Linked DNA regions of Macaca mulatta: region 1 is linked to region 2. Evidence: chromatin contacts called from public Hi-C data. All regions are on one chromosome and are shown on one strand. The core of a region is the stretch at or near the end of the contact, and the rest is flanking DNA. Distances in the headings are between cores, read along the strand shown.

Region 1 (2,700 bases), core at 41-2,540, 49 kb before region 2:
TCCTGACCTCATGATCCAGTTGCCTGGGCCTCCCAAAGTGCTGGGATTACAGGCGTGAGCCACCGCACCCGGGCACAATTACTTAGTTTTAAACCAGCTAACCAGCCTTCATTCTGTCTTCCTCATGGCTTCACCCCATGTTTATCATCCTGAATGGGGCCCACAGCTTTTTGGCTTTTTTTACAGACAGGGTTTCACTCTGTCCCTCTTGGGCTCAAGTGATCCTCCCACCTCAGGCTCCTAAGTAGCTGGAAACACAGGTGCACACTACAACGCCCAATTAATTTTTAAATTTTTTGTAGGGAGGTTTCACTATGTTGCCCAGGCTGGTCTCGAACTCCTGGGCTCAAATGATCCTCCTGCCTCAGCCTTCTGGGGTGCTGGGATTACAGGTGTGAGCCACTGCACCGGGCCTCCTCTGTTAATTAAACGGCTGAAAGGAAGTTCAGAAGCTGAGGGGGGACGGGCAAGGTGGCTCACGCCTGTAATCCCAGCACTTTGCGGGGCTGAGAGAGGAGGACTGCTTGAGCTGAGGAGTTAGAGACCAGCCTGCGCAACACACCAAGGCCTCGTCTCTAAAAATAAAAATAAAAATGAAAGATATTAGCCGGGGGTGGTGGCGCATGCCCATAGTCCCAGCTACTGGGGAAGATGAGATGGGAGGGTCGCTTCAGCCAGGGAGATCGACGCTGTAGTGAGCCGTGATCTTATGACCGCACTCCAGCCTGGGCGACAGGGCGAGCGAGGCTGTGTCTCTCAAAAAAAAAAAAAAAGGAAAGAAAGAAAGAAAAAGAAAGAAATGCAGAAACTAAGATCCCTACTGAATCGCAATCTGCATTTTAACAAGGGCCCTGGATGCATGTTAAGAGTTCGAAAAACACCGTTCTATTGCGTTTAACCCGACACACCTAAGCCCTCCTCAATCTTCTCCACTGAGCTGGGCGTCCAGCAGCTAGCACAGTACCTAGGCGACAACGGACAAAGAATAAGTGCTTGTGAACTGAGCTTTCTTAACTCCTCGATGGACCGTTAGGCCAGCCTCATCGGGACAAATCACAGGACCCCTCCCCACCCTGCCGACACCTTGTTCCAGAGTCTCAGGGCGAAGTCCCGGGCCGGCCCACTGAGATCCAAAGTATCAGTGTCTCGTAGGCGCTGCACGAACTCCTCGGCCGACGTGCAGCGCTGTGCAGTACCGATCAGGAACTGGGCGACGTGCCGCTCGCTCAGCCCCAACACCGAGTGCAGCTCGTCCTGAACCCAGCGCTCCAGCCCCGCCGGCGTCGCCATGGCGACCCACGCTCCCTGCTCCCAGCCCTGAAGCGTCGGGCAGCCCCGTTCACTGCTGGGCCAGTCGGAGGCCTGGAGCCCTCGGCTGGAGCCTCAGCTTCGCAAGGCGGCTACCTTGGGACCTCTAGGATCAATTTCCGACATCCCAAAGCCGTCGTCCGGTACCGCAAAGCCCGGAAGGGGCTGCACTTTTTCCGGCCTCTAAGCACTACGGTGGCCGAGCGAGTTCAAACCTCGCGGAACCATGCCTGAAAGTTCGGAGTAATTCTTTTTTCTTCATTTCCGCCTCTATCCAGTTTCTCTGACGCCCCCTGATGGTCAGTCCGTGAGTGCTTCCCTAACGCATTCATTCAACAAGTGAAATCAATTTAATGGAGGCCTAATGTGTGCTCATTGCTTTCCGTCGCTGGGATCTAGCAGAGGACAAATCAAAAGTTCCTTACCAAATTTACATTTTGCGGTGGGGGAGGGACAGGATACATAATAAATAAAGTATGGAAGTTTTATAGCGCCAAAAACTCTGCAAAGTAAGGGACAACCGAAATTCTATTTCAGATTGGAAGATGGGGTCCATGCTCATGAAGCATATTAGCCGTGTTGGCCGGGCGCGGTGGCTCACGCCTGTAATCCCAGCACTTTGGGAAGCCAAGACGGGCAGATCACTTGAGGTCAGGAGTTCGAGGCCAGCCTGGCCAAGATGGCTAAACCCTGTCTCTACTAAAAATATAAAAATTAGCCGGGTGTGGTGGCGTGCGCCTGCAGCCCCAGGTACTCGGGAGGCTGAGGCAGGAGAATCGTTTGTACCTGCGAAGCGGAGCTTGCAGTGAACCGAGATCCCACCACTGCACTCCAGCCTGAGCGACAGAGGAAGACTCTGTCTCAAACAAACAAAAAAGTGACCTTTGCTAGGATTGGTTTGCCTGCAGCAGGAGTGAAGACAGGTCAGGCATAAGGGAAGACCTCTAGGCAGGAAGAAACTGGGGAACTGGGGAAAATTTTTTTTTTTTTTTTTTTTTTTTTTTTTTTTTTTTTTGAGACGGAGTCTCGCTCTGTCACCCAGGCTGGAGCACAGTGGCCGGATCTCAGCTCACTGCAAGCTCCGCCTCCCGGGTTCACGCCATTCTCCTGCCTCAGCCTCCCAAGTAGCTGGGACTACAGGCGCCCGCCACCTCGCCCGGCTAGTTTTTTGTACTTTTTCGTAGAGACGGGGTTTCACCGTATTAACCAGGATGGTCTCGATCTCCTGACCTTGTGATCCGCCCGTCTCGGCCTCCCAAAGTGCTGGGATTACAGGCTTGAGCCACCGCGCCCAGCCCAGGAAAATTGTTAAAGACAAAATCTCCAAACTAAGGAACAGGCAAACTGTTTTCTGCATTTTTGCTAACATCTTGAGAAAATCACTGGTGGCTG
Region 2 (2,700 bases), core at 164-2,663:
CTAAGACGGGCGAATCACGAGGTCAGGGGATTGAGGCCATCCTGGCTAACATGGCGAAACCCTGTCTGTACCAAAAATACAATATATATATATATATAGATAGATATAGATATATATATATAGATATATAGATCTGTGTGTAATCGAATGTGAATGAACAATGATGTTGACTTGATACTACATTTCTGAGTGGCCAGACTGCAACATCCTGGAGGACAGGGAACTAATTATTAATCATTTTGTAACCATAGTTCCTAATTTGGTGGATACATAGTAACTATCAAATAAGTGAATAAATCTCTGGGAAGAAGCTGGTGGACTCTGTCTTGAGCCCATCCAATTTTCCCCCATCAATTTCCCCTCTCTCCTTTTTCAATACTGGGTATCTTGCAGAGTTGCAATGGCGGCCACCTGGTCAGTGAAATAAGCGAATTGAAAAACCACTGACTTCATTAACATGTCTAAAAAGGTAGGCTGAAAAAACTGAAAATCTATCAGGCATCTCATTCCATAGTTCCCTGTTTGACAAGAAGATCAAGGTGTCTTCAAAGTCTGCCCTAAGGCCCAGATCTCCTACGTGGATGGAGACTTCTAGTTTCACAAATCCCCGATGTCGGTTTCTCTAAACTATTTTATTCTTTGAACATACTCTCCAGACAACATCTCTATCCTGAAAAGCCCTTGCTGCAATTTTGTTTCTCTTTCAAAACAATGACTCGAAAATTTCCAAGGAAATAGCAAGAGGGCGATTCCCTTCTTGAAGTATTTGAGAGAGCAGAAGCTTACTTAAGTTCATGACTTGGGTCACCAAAGGCCAGAGGTAGCAGAGCACGGTGCCACACTCCTCCCCATTTTTCGCTGAGCTAAGCAATTCTGTCTTCCCTAGAGGTACTGCAGCTGGGAGCTTTTAGGGCGTACCTCACCACCCAACTTCTGGAACCCCAGACTTCTCAATCCCTGCATCCCCGAGAACTGCTCACTTTTTGTACAAAAACCTCAGGCACAGAGGAAAGGAATCTTGCGCAAGGTCGTTTTTCATTTACAAAACAAAAACCCAACAAAAACCAAACCGGTACCCACCCATTCGTCACTTCATTTTGCACCGTGAACAACAATAGGGGACTACAACTCCCAAAGAGGACTGCGCTCGTCCACTGGCTCAGAGGCCAATGGACGCCTGGTACATGACCGGCATCGACTAATCAGGGCCAGGCTCGATGAGGCTTTGTCTCCCGACCGCGCGCGGGGCCGATTCTCCCGCCTCCCAGCCCCGGCGCACGCGCGCCCCGCCCAGCCTGCCTTCCCTCCGCGCCCTCCCCTCTCCTTTCTCCCTCTCAGAACCTTCCTGCCGCCGCGTTCGCACCTCGCTGCTCCAGCGTCTGGGGCGCGTTCCAACCTTCCAGCCTGCGACCTGCAGAGAAAAAAAATTACTTATTTTCTTGCCCCATACATACCTTGAGGCGAGCAAAAAAAATTAATTTTAACCATGAGGGAAATCGTGCACATCCAGGCCGGTCAGTGTGGCAACCAGATCGGTGCCAAGGTAAGAATTTTACACCTCTTTTATTTCTTTTTAGAAGGAAAAATCCAGGTAAGTTATGAAAAAATGGTTGTGGGGCATTTGCACTCTCCATTCTTAATCAAGCTTTGCCCCTCCCAAGTTTGTTACATTTATATATATAATAACTAGCATTTGCTTTTGGAAAACTGGGAATCATTTTTCTTGGCAGGCACATTTTGGAGAAACTAGTAAAAGGGCTCTTCGGGTTTCGGGGGCGGGAAGACCAAGGACATATGTTACTTAAAAGGGCTTCTAACGGTCCAAGAACCGGGCAGGGAGAGAGATGCGGAAACAGTCGGAGACAAAGCGGGGCGAGGTTTTGCCCATGTGCATCCCGCCCAGCCCCCCCTGCGGGGTTCTTAGGGCCAAACGGGAGCGGGAAGGGGTGAGGCTGTCGGGCGGCTGCAGAGAGCTCCAGTGCAAAGGTCGGGGGGCGATGCGCCAGGGTGGGCTGCGCTGGGCGCTACCATTCACAAAAGATCAGGGACCCCAGCGCGCCCGCGACCCCGGAGGGCCGGTCCTGTAGTTGTTCCGGGGTGGAAGGAGAATAAGAACGGGATTAATTTTTCTTGCTTTCATGGCACCTAAGCGAGACCTCTTTAGGGCGTGAACTGATATGTCGAGAAAATGGGGGTGTGTGGTTTTCTTTAACGAGTCCTTCAGGACTTAATGGGAGAGAAAGAATGCTTTAAATCAAGGGGGAGAAATCTAGCAAAGGAATAAAATTCCGAGGCCAAGGGTTTTTTTTTTTTTTTTTTTTGCGCGCGGTTACAGTGTAGCGGGGGAGGGGCGGGAGGAAGTGCGGGTGCTACGTTGTAGCAGAAGGGCGGGGCCCTGCGGGGCGGGGCCAGGGCGCCGCTGGCGCGCGGGGACAATGCGGCGTTGCCCGCCGGGAGGGGCGCGCTACCCTGGGCCCCGCCCCTCGCGCGGAATTCTTGCCCCTGGCCCCGCCCACGTGCGAAGTCCTTTGTCGGCGGCTCGACCTGCGCGTGCGCCGCAGTCACGTGGAGGGTGGGGGGTGGTCGACTGCGGCAGCAGCTCTTCTAGTGCCCCGAGCCTTTTGTGCGCCGCGCGGTGGGGCGGTGCCCAGCTCGGGGGAAGAACAGCGGCGCTTATCCAAGTATGGTCGACCTCCATCC

What was found. Hi-C and Micro-C count contacts between places; a contact is called where the count stands out from the background.
Region 1: a Hi-C map of prefrontal cortex shows a contact between it and region 2, with 3 times the contacts expected there. The contact joins the promoter of DHX16 here to the promoter of TUBB in region 2. A contact is called at or near these places in 8 of 14 Hi-C or Micro-C datasets (CD4 T cells, blood, cortical neurons and 4 more).

Annotation. Positions count from the first base shown.
Region 1 is chr4:152,373,225-152,375,924 of T2T-MMU8v2.0, reverse strand. DHX16 (DEAH-box helicase 16) reads right to left here and starts at 1,290. Exons shown (of 20, transcript NM_001105166.1): 1 at 1,084-1,290. The coding sequence starts at 1,290.
Region 2 is chr4:152,324,056-152,326,755 of T2T-MMU8v2.0, reverse strand. It overlaps TUBB (tubulin beta class I), which reads left to right and starts at 1,413. Exons shown (of 4, transcript NM_001032813.1): 1 at 1,413-1,543. The coding sequence starts at 1,487.